2 separate regions of the Capsicum annuum genome follow, and region 1 is linked to region 2. A link is a contact called in public Hi-C data. All regions are on one chromosome and are shown on one strand. Each heading gives the region's core, a stretch centred on a gene start, on an enhancer-like site or on the middle of the called end of the contact. The rest is flanking DNA. Distances are from core to core; before and after follow the strand shown. Region 1 holds the start of LOC107839529 (sugar transporter ERD6-like 5). Region 2 has its middle 5.1 kb from the start of LOC107879800.

Region 1 (7,316 bases), core at 3,895-6,394, 38 kb before region 2:
TTGATACTTTTGTGAAAATTTTGAGATCAGATAATGGAAAAGAGTTCTTCAATTCTCAATGCACTAAATTGCTTTCTTCTCTTGGGATTATTCATCAAAGTAGTTGTCCTTACATACCACAACAAAATGGTGTTGTGGAAAGGAAACATAGATATATACTAGAAGTAGCAAGAGCAATTAAGTTTCAAAGTGGAGTACCACATAGATTTTGGGAAGATTGTGTAAAAACAATAGTATATTTGATCAATAAATTACCATCTAAAGTCCTTCTTGGAAAGTCACCCTATGAACTGTTGTATGGTAAACCTGCAACACTAGATCACCTTAGAGTATTTGGATGCTTATGCTTGCGAGTGTTTTACCCAAGGGAGGAAAATTTGACCCAAGAGCTAGGAAAACTAGATTTCTAGGGTACATGGAAACACAAAAGGGATATAAACTGCTTGACATGGATTCTGGTGCTTTTATGGTTAGCAGAGATGTGGTTTTTCAAGAAACCATATTCCCTTTCAATGGAATAACTGAAGGTGGTAATGCTATTTTCTGTGATATTTCAATATTTTCTAATAGTACCTGATCACTTCTGCAAATGACAATTGATCACTCCATAAATGATCCTCAGATCACTACTGAAACATCACTGCCTACTGATGTTTTCGGTACTGATGTTTCTGTTGTTGTCCCAGCAGGATCAACAACTACTCATATTCCTGATAACATTGAGATTACAACACAAATTGAAGAACATACAGCTTCTGCACCTTTCTTATCTACAGATGAGTCCAACAAAAGACCTAGTAGAGTGCTTAAACCACCACTTTGGATGCAAGATTATGTTACAACTGACAAGAGCAAAAAGTCTACAAAACAACCTCTTTATCCTATTGTCAATTATCTATCATATACAGCTCTTTCTCCTACATATGTCTCATATTTAGCAGCTCTCTTCTCAACTGTGGAACCATAAAGTTTTCAAGAGGCTTTACAAGATAAACATTGGATAGAAGTTATGCAATAAGAAATTGCAGCACTAGAGGACAATCACACATGGAAGATAGTAGATTTGCCAGCAAGAAAAAAAAAACTATAGGGTTCAAATGGGTATATAAAATAAAGTAAACTGCAAACGGAGATGTAGAGAGGTACAAGACAAGGTTGGTGGCAAAGGTCTATACCCAAAAGGAGGGGCTTGACTATCATGACACCTTCTCACCTGTGGCAAAAATGGTTACAGTGAGAACTGTCATCAGTGTTGCGGCATTACAGAATTGACCCTTATTTCATATGGATGTTAGTAATGCATTCCTACAAGGAGATTTAGTTAAAGAGGTTTACATGGATATGCCTCAAGGTTTTCATCAACAAGGAAAAGAGATAAAGGTTTGTAGACTACTTAAATCACTATATGGCCTGAAACAAGCTTCTATGCAATGGAATATCAAGTTAACTGAAGCATTAACATGCGTCGGTTATGTTCAAAATGCACATGATCACTCCCTGTTCACCAAGAAAAAAGGAGATGCAAAGGTCATTATTCTTGTTTATGTAGATGACTTGATGATTACGGAAAATGATGCACAATTGATCTCTGACACTAAGTCTACACTACACAAGAATTTTAAGATCAAAGATCTTGTAATACTTCCTTGGCATAGAAGTGATGAGATCAACTAAGGGGGTGATACTTAATTAGAGAAAATACTCACTGAAACTTTTGTCAGAAGTGGGATTGAGTGGTGCTAAACTTGCACCTACAGTGGAATGTGATAAGCAGATGGGATGCACTGATGATCAGTTATTGAAAGATGTTACAAGTTATCAGAAACATATAGGAAAACTGATTTATCTTACCATTACTAGGCTTGATCTTTGATTTGCTGTCCAAGTACTTAGCCAATTCATGCAAAAACCTAAACAACCTCATCAAGAAGCTGCCTTAAGAGTTCTGAGATATGTGAAAGGAAGTCCAGGACTTGGCCTCTTTTTCCCAGCAGGGTCTAAGACACAGTTAATTGTATATTATAACTCCGACTGGGTTGCTTGTCCAAATACTTGGAGGTCTGTTACAGGGTATGTAATGAAATTGGGTGAATGTTTGATTTCTTGGAAGTCAAAGAAACAACACACTGTCAGTAGGAGCTTTGCAGAAACCGAATATAGGAGCATGGCTGTTGCTGTTGCTGAAATAGTATGGATCACTGGATTAATTAATGACTTAGGGATCAATATAACTACTCCAGTTCCTCTATATTGTGATAACAAGTCAACTATTCAAATAGCTTCCAACCCCATCTTCTATGAAAGAACCAAATATATTAAATTAGATTGCCACTTTATAAGAGAGAAGTTTAAAAATGGACTGATTCGGCCTGAGTTTGTGAACACAAGTTGTCAGTTAGCAGATGTTTTCACTAAAGGCCTGCGTGCTGCTCAACATCAGTTCTTGATATCTAGACTAGGTGTACATAATGTTTTCCACATTTCTGTTTGAGGGGGAGTATTGAAATATCTTCACAAGGAATGTATTGCTTGATGAGCTGGCAAGATTAGTTGTAACTGTTGCAAGTGTAGCTTGAGTCGGTTATAATCCCTCTCTCTATATAGAGTCAATGTAACTGTGAAAACAATGCTTAATAATAATAAAAAAACATTTCTTCTTCTCAATTTTTCCCTCTTTCTGGAAGTTTCCCATCAGTGATGGTTGCTTGAATTCATCTAGCTACTGCTAGATTTCACATTTTGATTATAAACTTATTGGCTTCCACCCATTAATATAAACTATAAACCTACATTGATTTTCTTTTTGAGAGATCGCTATCGATTGCTACTGTATTCAAGTTCGCCACTCATGAACCTAAACGAAAACAAGTTTGTTTTAGCAATAATATATTTAAATTTATTTCTATTGGTACTTTGTGTAGGCTTTTATGGATGAAGATAGTTATATATATGAACATATGAAAATAAGAAGAGAAGGTGGAACAAAATAAAAAAGTATGTTTTTAATTGATAAATCGAACCATTAAGGTCCAAAATTGATAATAAATATCTTATTGATGTAGTTATTAATTTAGCGTGATGGCAAACCAAAAATCAATAAATCGAATCGATAATATATAAAACCATACATAAAATCAATCTTAATATATACATATATATATTTTGGAAAGTCCAGGAAAACCCGCAGCCACTACACCCTTCGGATGTGCGCACTGGGTAAACCCCCTTGTGCACAACCTGCAAGTAACATCAGGGGTTTTTAACCGCACTAGACAAGTTCGGTGCGATAGGCTCGACTCAAAGACCCTACCTGGGAATCGATTTTAACCGCACTAGGCAAGCTCGATGCGACAAGCTCGACTCAAAGGCCCTACCTGGGAATCGATCCCAAGTAGTTGTGGTGGGTTTTCAACCCCCAATCAGTGAGCCACACCACAAGGGTGCCCTCTAAAATATTTATTATACCTTTGTCTTGTCTTGTTATCTTGTATGTATTTGATTGGTTGTAAAATATATAATAAACTAGAGAATGTGTCCGCGCTTCGCGCGGTAAAAAAATATGCATTGATTATAAATTTATTATTATCAATATAATTGAGAGAAAAGAGATACCAAATCTTTTCATACGCGTTTATATAAAAATGTATTCTCAATATGGGTGAAATCACAAAACATTGAAAAATAAACACACGTGTATTTTATTTTATTTTATATGATTAGATAGTAAATCTAAAAGAAAATTTTCTCTTATTTTCTTCTAATAAAATAAAATAGAAAAGTAGCAATAAAAAATAAATGTATATTTGAGTTTTAATTTTATTCTTCAAATTATTTTTTGGCACATCATTATTTTTTCTATTCACGTTCTTTAAATCTCCTTCTCAATCGTTAATCCTCTAATTAAAGAATTTTCAATTTTAGTGAAGTCAATATTTTCTCTCCAATCTCCGATTATCTTGTTTCCTTTTACTCCCTCTCTCTGCTGTTGCTACTTCTTTTTGTTTTGCTACTTCATCCATTTCCTTTTTCTACTTTATTTTCTCGTTCCTGTTCATATTAGTAGTCCAAAAAATTCAAAACACAACTCTTCTTTATATGTTCATCGACCCCCATCTTGAAATTATTTATTTCTATATACTTCAATATTTTCATCATTCATCTTATAAAATCATCTATTTTGACACATGTAGAAAATTATTAAAATAAAATAATGCTCTTTGAAAAATGAAAAAAAAAAAAAGAGGAAGAACTTTCACCAATGTAATTGGTATGAAGTAAATTATGTCTAATCAAATATTTTAATGACACCAAATCTATATCTATACTTCAGTCTAGCAAGATACAACACAAAAATATACTAAAAAGACTAGAAAAAAAAATATTGAATTTTCAAAAGGCACTACATCAAAGAAAAAGAGAAACGCTTGTATTTTACTGTTAGTATATAAAAGAAAAATCTCATAATCCATAACGGTGCTCATCAAATAAAATGCAGAAATGTTATACTAATTGAAGCTTACATGTATAAAAAAAACATGGATGAAGAACCTGCGAAAAAACATGATAAACTAATATATAAATTAAATATCCTAATCTGCAAAAAATATTCACATCGAAAAAATGTTAGTTGCGTGAATAAGAATATCTTATACTCCTAAAAAGTAACACTTTTTGACTGTGGAGCATGTATGTTTATAAAAAATACACACATTGAAATTAAAAGAGAGAAAATAGTGACCTCGAAAGGAAAAAAAAAGTGATTTGCACATGATTACCATCTTTTCTTAGAAGCATTAACCAAGAAGTTGGTTATCCGTTTGGGTTGAAAGACTCAATATATAAAGCAGAAAAGTGTAATTGATAAAATAGAAACGAATGGAAAAAATGTAAGTAAATCTGAAGATGGATGGTTTCAAGTAACAGATATAAGTATAACTTTAAAGAGGTGCAATTATGTGTATAGTTAATAAGGTACTCTTGATTTGTTGGAAGTAAACACGAATTTTAAGATTTTAGATTTAATGCTTATTAATTGAATTAATTAGCATAGTCTAGTACTTACCGAGTTGATGAGAGCAGCCTATTGCTGACTATGCAAATTTGGACAATAAATGACGTTGATATGTCTTAAAAACGGACTCAAACATAATGTTTTTTCCTTTTTAATTATTATCCTCTGTGTCAAGATGAACATGAGTGCAGCACTTGTATATATTGATTCGACTTATCAATTACAACATCATAAAATCAAAAAATAATATTTTTGAGAAATTAAAGTTAGTGACTGTAAGGTTAGTTAAATGGAGAGGGAAAGAATAGAAGATGGATTTACAACCACTGATCCTTTGCTTCCTACTGGTGGAGATACTCCGGCGCCGGCGCCGGCAACAGCCGCCGTCGTATTCAGCACCTTGGTTGCTGTCTCCGGCTCCTTTGTTTTTGGTTCTGCTGTAAGTGTTTTTTTTGCTTAGTTTCAGTTCTTTGTAAAAATGAAAAGTGGAATAAAATGTTACTATTGGTTTTGCTTTTAGTAATGACGTTTTAGTGAAAGTGCCATGGCTATTTGACCTTCAGTTACTCATTTCGTTTGCTAATTTGGTTAGATTGTATAAAAGTTAAAAAAAAAAAAATTGATAGTTTTCATAACTTGTGGTTCATCTACTAGATGAAATCAACTTCAACTATCATTTAAGAAATTCAAATTATACGTCCAAACAAAACTTCAATTTCAAATCATATGTAAATGGGATCATAAAATTTGTGAGCTTAATAGTATGATGGTATTTATATGGCTATCAAAGCATTTCAACAAAGACAAAAAAGAAAAGCCTTATAAATGGAACAAAAGTAACTCACTTCAGTGTAAATTTAGTACCCTATTTTGCCTTTGCTTTTTGGCTTATGTGAAATGTAAATTTGTAAGAGTATTTTGGAATGGTCCACACTCCAATAGATCTACAACAGGATGATGATGAACAGCTTATAAATTGGTTGTACTTTTTGTTTTGTCTCGTGGCATCCTAAGATGCTTTTATGTTTTTATGCCCTTAAAGTTTCTCATGGTACAATTATTTGCCCCTGAAGTTTTGACTATTACACCATGCCTATGAAGTTTCTAATGTGAAGAAGTTACCTGGTTCGTTATTTTTAATTCTGGTAAAATTGATCTGCTTAATGAAGACTGTTGTTTGTTCATATGAAGGTGGGATTTTCTTCACCCGCCCAAAATGGAATAATACAGGAACTTTTTCTCTCCATGGCAGAGGTAAGTTGTAACATTATTCATAAAACTCGAGACAATGTGTTTTATTTATTTACCGAACACTAGAAAATAAGCGAGAAAATCTTGTAGAACACATTTTTCATGGAAAATATTTTCCTTTGAGAAACATTCAAGAGCATCTCTTGTGAATGATTTCACTTAAACCAACAAAGAATATGGACAGAAATGGAGTTGAAGTTGAGGAAGTATAGTATAACATCCAAAGTTTCACCCAAAATTTCCATGATTACTAAGATGTTAATTTAACACTATTTATTAGATAATGTATCATGCATTAATAGACTAGTAAGCCATATATCTACTTTTTTCATAATCTTCACTTACCTCTTCAGTCTTTTAAGGATGCAGTGGTTTCATATTTGCTCACTAATTCAAGCACTTAAAATTTAAAAACCAAGTAGTGAACCAAGAATTAAGATTAGATAAGTACAAAAGGATATAGGAGAACCTAAGTTTTACCTTGAAGCTAGTCGTATGAGTATGTGCCTTTTGCACTTGATAACTGCATTAAGTTATTAGGTGTAGCAGAAGTGTTATGATTGAGTAGCATGACTTGTACTTCACTTAATTTCTGGAAAACTATAGAGTTTTCAAACACTTAAATGAAATTATGATCGATCTTGTCGAATTCTTTATTTCCTGTGATTCTTGACTGAAAGCAAGTTGTAAATAGCCAAATGTACTTGAAAATTTTTACTCTGATTCTGTATGTAATCTTTTACAATTATAGTACTCTGTATTTGGTTCAATATGGACTATCGGAGCGATGATAGGTGCTGTAATGAGTGGGAAACTAGCGGATCTTTTCGCCCGGAGAGGTGTAAGTTCTCAATTGGTTGTTTAAACATCTGCGCTAAGTTTAAACATCAACTTTCCATTTACAGTCAAATTATTATGTCTATCATGCAGGCAATGGGCTTCTCAGAGCTGTTTTGTCTTTTGGGTTGGCTTGCAATTATTTTTGGCAAGGTATTCATCTCAACCTTCATTCCACCTTTACGATACTGTTGTTTCCTCTATATCTATTTTATTT
Region 2 (6,652 bases), core at 3,456-5,955:
GTTTAACATGGACCAGGCTAAGGTTGTCAGTACACCTTTAGCTATGCATTTCAAGTTGAGCATGAAGCAGTGTCCTTCCAGTGATGATAAGAAGGAAGATATGAAGAAATTTCCTTATGCTTCAGTTTTTGGTAGTTTGATGTATGCAATGGTTTGCGCAAGATCGGATATTGCTCATGTTGTTGGTGTTGTTAGTCATTTTCTTTCTAATCCGGGAAGAGAACATTGGAATGTTGTGAAGTAGATTATGAGATATCTTTGTGGAACTTCTAATTTGAGTTTGTGTTTTGGTACAGGGACGCATATTCTTTGTGGTTATACTTATTCAGATATGGTCGGTGATGTTGATACTCGCAAGTCTACTTCAGGGTATTTGGTTACTTTTACAAGGAGAGCTGTGTCTTGGCAATTTAGGTTGCAAAAATGTGTTGATCTATCTACTACAGAAGATGAGCTTATTGCAGCCGTTGAAGCTAGTAAAAAATTGCTTTGGATGAAGAAATTCTTGGGGAAACTTGGTTGTGCTCAAGAGAGGTACGTTCTTCATTGCGACAGTCAAAGTGTCATACATCTTGGCAAGAATTCTACATTTCATGGTCGGTCTAAACACATTGATATGAGATACCATTGGATTCGAGATGTGTTGGATTCTAAGTTGTTTGAACTTGAGAAGATTCATACGGGTGATAATGGTTCCGACATGATGACTAAAGCTTTGCTAAGAGGAAAGTTTGAAGATTGTTGCATGATCGTCGGGATGACGGTCTCCTCCACATAGTTGGGAGGGGAGAATTGTTGGGTTATTGGATCTTTTTCCCTTCTTATGTGGATAAATGAAGTCCAATTTGGACCAATCCACTTTTGCCCATAGACCCATTACTATGAGACATATATCTTGATCTTTTTAGGTCTTATTCACCATCACAAAAAGAGAGTTTTCAGCAGTCAAAGAGAGACAAACAAAACTGAGTTTCGCACCTAAATTTCAGCCACAGCTGTCCACTTCAAATTGCGATTTTTGCTTCGTTTCTTGTCCGATTTAGCTGATTTTGGACTGTTTGTTCCTCTCATCTCAATCTTTGATCAGGAACTGACGGAGCTTGATTTGGTGTCTTGTAGCTCCTGTTCTTCATTCCCGAACAGTAACTGCATTTTTTGTGCTTTCACTCCTTTATTTCTCTAGTGTTTGGTGTTGTGGTTTATGTATTGTTTCTTGTTGTTTGACACTTGTTTTGTGGCCATTTTGGAGAACAATATTGTAACTATTTGGTGATTATAGTGGAGGTTTGGTCCCGTAATTTTTACTCTTTCACACCGAAGCGTTTTCCTCGTAAATTTGGTGTCTTGTGTGATTGCCTTTATTCTTGCCCTATCGTATTTGTGTGGTAATTCATTTGTTGCCATATTACTTTGTTTTGCTTGTCTCCTCTTAGTTCAAATTAGAAGGGAAAGTTTAAACTTAGGTATTCTTCTGCTGCTACCCTGTCGGGCTCTTTTATAGTGCCCCTATCTTTCCCAACATGGATATGCCTACCATCGAAAACACTGTTTAAAATAGATCACCAGCTCATCTTGAACTAATTTATTTACCCTAATTATTGGTTTCGTTAATTTTCATCGGCCAATTTTTGAACGTCTTATAAATCGTTGACTTTTGTAGTTCTATTTTACAGAATTAATTATAAGAGACCAATTCTAGATCACTATAAAAACTTTACATACCAATTCTTCTTGTTAAAAATTTAATCAGAATACTAAATAAAAGTATAATATTTCAACCCAAAAATGAGGTAATTGAGTGAGCGAGGTTTCTTTCTCAACAAAAAAACAAAAATACTTCATAAATCATAATGTATCATGCAGCTGGACTTCGTTGCCACGACATAGCGGGGGACAATGGGCTTCATTAAATAATTGGACCAAATCTAAAAGACAACAATGGGCCGGAGTCATGGTAATAATAAGGGACAACAACATAAATCTCGATAATTTGGAGGCTCAATTATAATCATTTTAATATTTTATATAATCAGTGTACATGTCGATTTTAGATTTGTAGAGATACACAACTAACTCTCAATATATCCAACAAAGATATAATTTTTTCTTTGTAAAACATACTTAGCTCACGATATATATATTTTTTATTTTGAGTCTGTCGAGATACATAATACATTCAACAAAGATATATTTTTTTCATTGTAAAGATACATAATTAGCTTCCAATACATCCAATAAAGACGCATAATTAGTTGGTATTCTTATAAATTACTTTCTAAGGACAGGAATTTGTGTAAATATGATAAGTTAAGGTGTATGTTTGTGTTATTTCCTAATAATATTTTAAAACCCAAATTTTGTAAAAACTAAAAAGTACATCTCTGACATGTAATAAACAATCTTAAAAGTATACGCGGTGTCATTTTTCCTATTGATAAACTATTATTCAATAAATTTTTTAAAAATTACACAAACCCACAATTTAAGATTCACTTATTACAAAAAATCTCATCTCTCCAAACATATTACAAAAATTTTATTTTTCTCTAAAAAAATAAAAATACATATACATAGCTTTCTATGTATATATCGGCCCTATATATTATGGATATGAATCGGCTTTGTTATGTATATGTCGGCCTTGTCATACTTGTTATGTATATGAATCAGACTTTTTATGTATATGTCAGTCTTGTCATATACAAAGGTTTCTATGTATATGTCGGTCTTGTTATATATACAAATCGAGAGAGATAATAAAGTAATTAAAATATTGAAAGAGAATGTAAATAATTCTAATAAGATTAATAAAAAGTTAACAATATTTTTATTAAGAAAACATATTTGTTGAAAATAAAAATAGCAACCTGAATGAAAATTGAGAAGACAAGTTTCACAAGTTGTATTCTACAACCACATCCTGTCACCCCTTATTTGAAATATCCCTGATTCATATTTCTCATCCCACCTCATGCCTATATTACATGCAAGTATTTTAAGAATAATTTTTTTTTTTTTTTTACTACATATCAAGCATAAAAAAAAAAAAAGAAAAAAGAAAAAAAGTTAACAACATCACTTATTTTTCAAAAAAATATCTTTGGCTAGAAAACATATTTGTTGGTAGTAGCAAAGACAGCCTTGGACAAGATAAACTCTGGAGGAGTGGAAGGTACATAATTGGAGTAATAATTAGCGGCAATGGGTGACGAAAGGGGAGGTTGGCTACCAGGAATTAAATTGAGGAATACACACACAAAATGTGTCAACTCCTTATTCAACATATACGTTGAAATTTGAATCAACTAATTGCACCGTATACTTAAATTCAGTCTTCTTGAAATAAAATATAGACTTTCGATTTTATTTTACTCAACTTATGTTACATCTATATTTTATAAAAAAAATAATATATATATATATATATATATATATATATATATATTGAGTTTATTTTATTAAACTAACTTCATTAATTATAATTTAACAATTTAAATTTATCTATTACTATTACTTTAGGCATAATTTAATAGTGGAATGCTATAGAAAAAAAAGATAAATTTCTCTTGACTTCATAAGTTGAAATAATTATTTTAAGCTAAAGAACCAAGTAAACTGTAAGGATGGGAGTATATATGATTATATCCGAAGTGTTTTATTCTCCTTTAGTCAGGGACGAAGCTAGTCTAATAATTGTGGTTTATTTGAACTTTCTTTGATTAAAAATTATATTATTAATATATAATTAAAATAATTCTTATGTATATATTATTGATGTTGAACCTTATTCGATGAATTTTTCTTCAGATTTTGAATCTCTCAGCAAAATTTTTGACTCAATCTCTGTCTATACTCAGTTTATGTAGAAGTTTTTTATAAAGATTTTGGTGGTGCGGTACTTGGCTAATTTGCATACTCTTGATAAAATTATTATTTATAAATATACAAATATCAAAAATTTATTTTGAATTATAAATTTTAAAATTCTTTCTTCTTTCTAAACTGTTGTATCCAGTTAACTAATATCACCACAAACTGGGGTGTACGGAATACGAAGAAGGTACACCTCTGAGTGTAAAGATCATTTGTATTTTTAATCGAAGAATATTTAAAGGATGAAATACGCAAGTTACTTTAGGATATGTCAAAAATATGAAATATATAAATAAATAAGAGACGTTAGCGGATTCAAAATTTTTAAATCATAAGTGTTTAAGTATTTTTAATATGAAAATTGCTACATAGAGTGGATGCTCAATCACTATATTTAAATTAATTACCATATTTTATACATAAGTAATAGTGTTTCTCTAAAAAGCAATGGACGCTTAAGCACCGATAGTGTATACATAGGTCCGCCGGCGATGAGAGGAGTGAGCAAGGATGTAACGAAAATAAGGGGTAATTGGTTAAAAGATCTTATGCTAGTACTAAATTCTATCCAAGCAATATCATGTCTGATAGCTAGTTAAAAAATAAATTATTCATATATAAACTTAGCACAATATAATTTATAATTTAGAAATCTATTTAATTAATAGATATTTAAGTTATGAAAAAATTTATAAGTGATTTTTTTGTTTTATGAATTAATTTCTCTAATCAGCTATCAAACGAGCCCGAGTTAATTGGATGTGGTGTGGGTGTGTGGAAGTTGGGAAAGGATGGATAGTGGGACCCAAATGAACGGAATCCTGGCCTCTTCAGAGTTCAGATAGCTGGCCTCAATTTCTTCCCTTGTTGTTGTTGCTGCCCTGGCCCTCTTTCCACCATACTTTCCCCACCCATATTTTCTGCCTCCCACCTATTTATCTGTTGCTACTATACAAAAAAAAATAAATCATATATCATTTAAATGAAAGTTTAGTTAGTGAGTACTAGTTGAGCTTCGCCAGTGGAGTAGTTTGTAGCCATGTAGATTCCCCCAACATCATAATTCATACATCAACAATTAGAAAGAGAATGTAAGTTGGATGAGATTTTTAAGAGTCCAAGCAGATCTCAAATGGACGGACATTATTTGCAATCGTCAGTCACAACTGTAATGGTTGCTAAGACTTCTGACATGATGCTAACTAAACAACTTCCTTTGTTCCCACATTCCTTTAACTTTTACAACAACAATTCACTACTATATGGTGTACAATGCCTCCTTTTATTTCATTTTACTTAACTCTTCTATTAAAATATTTATTTCAATTCATCTGATTGATTTATAAAATTAATAATTTTTTTTGGCTATCAATTTTATTTCTATCATTAAATGACTACATAAATAATTGTAGATAAATTTAAATTTTTTAAACATAATTAATAAGATTAGTTTACTAAAATAAGAGACCATTTTGGTCATAAAAAGTTTTTCCCTTTTTTTCAATTTTTTTTTTCACTTTAGTAAAAACTATGTTGTTTAGCCATGGAAATTCCAAAAACATTTTCAACTTGTTATTTGAAAAGTGAAAATAAGTAGGCGTTTGGCCATAAAAATTAAAGATTTTTGAAGTTGGAGTTGGAATTGAAGTTGGAGTTGTGTTTGACCATGTATTTTTTGAAAGATTTTTTTTTGACTTTTGAAAAGTATTTTTTAAATGTAATTTTATGTCCCTAACTTTTAAAAACTATTAAAATTGCCCAAATAACTACTTTACCTACTAACTAACATACAATCAAATGTGATTCTTAAACAATGAGAAAGATTCAAATAATTTTTGTTATGGTATTAACCTTTTTGTAACATCAGCTAACCAAATAACAATACAACTAGGGTGGACATTCGATTTGTTCGACTTGATTGTCTAATATCGATTCAGTTTTTCAATTTTTGGATTGACAAAAATGACAACCGTAACCAAATCGAAATAAATTTGATTTGATTCAGTTTCTATAAATTCGGTTCGGTTATTTCTAATTTTTATTTCGATTTTTAAGATTAAAGTAGTAAGTTTTTCTTTGTCATGACTGAACATTTAAAATTGATGATTTTGTTTAGAAAATATAATTTTTTTTCAAACCTATTTTTCATTTCCAAATATAAATAACTCACCATGGATGAAATGAAATGAAATAACCCAAAAAACATTATTTATACTGATTTCGATTTTTCGATTTAACCATTTTTTTGGAAAATAAAAAATCGAACCGTTTAATCGAATTTCTAAAATTTGAAATCGAAATTCAAAAAAACGAAATCAAAATTTTCAAATTGATCCAAACAAGACAAGATTTGGTACATCTTGTATACCATACCAGCAAGACAAGATTTTCAAATTGATCCAAACAAGTAAGCATTTGTACGAAGTTAATAGGCAAGATAGTAAACCATTGTACATATTTCTTGATGAGTAAGTATTATGTAATGGGCAAAGAAAAATAGGCAGTTAACAATTGGAGTTATATTAAAAAAAATAGGCTTTGTGTAATATTAAAAAAGATTGGGGCTATATGTAGAAATAATAAAAATTGAAATTGGAAAAAAAGTGAAAACAACAAAAAGTTGTTTTCACTTTTCACAAAACAAATTTGGAATTGTTTTTGGAATTTCTATGGCCAAACACCACAAATTTTATTAAGTGAAAAAATATTTCGAAAAAAAGTGAATAATTTTTATGACTAAACGACCTTTAAGTTTTTGTTGTTTTTACTTTTCTCCAAT

What was found. Hi-C and Micro-C count contacts between places; a contact is called where the count stands out from the background.
Region 1: a Hi-C map of leaf shows a contact between it and region 2, with 2.6 times the contacts expected there. The contact joins the promoter of LOC107839529 here to the enhancer-like site in region 2. A contact is called at or near these places in 2 of 5 Hi-C or Micro-C datasets (leaf and placenta).

The regions. Positions count from the first base shown.
Region 1 is chr8:152,048,658-152,055,973 of UCD10Xv1.1, reverse strand. It overlaps LOC107839529 (sugar transporter ERD6-like 5), which reads left to right and starts at 5,144. Exons shown (of 18, transcript XM_047394635.1): 1 at 5,144-5,450; 2 at 6,203-6,265; 3 at 7,014-7,103; 4 at 7,193-7,252. The coding sequence starts at 5,301.
Region 2 is chr8:152,011,319-152,017,970 of UCD10Xv1.1, reverse strand. No RefSeq gene overlaps it. Among protein-coding and RNA genes, the nearest start is that of LOC107879800, 5.1 kb to the right of the region's middle. Within about 2 kb of position 4,705, at least 4 of the 5 cell types and tissues checked have an H3K27ac peak or open chromatin away from gene starts, as enhancers often do. A contact at or near this core is called in leaf, where this site is marked.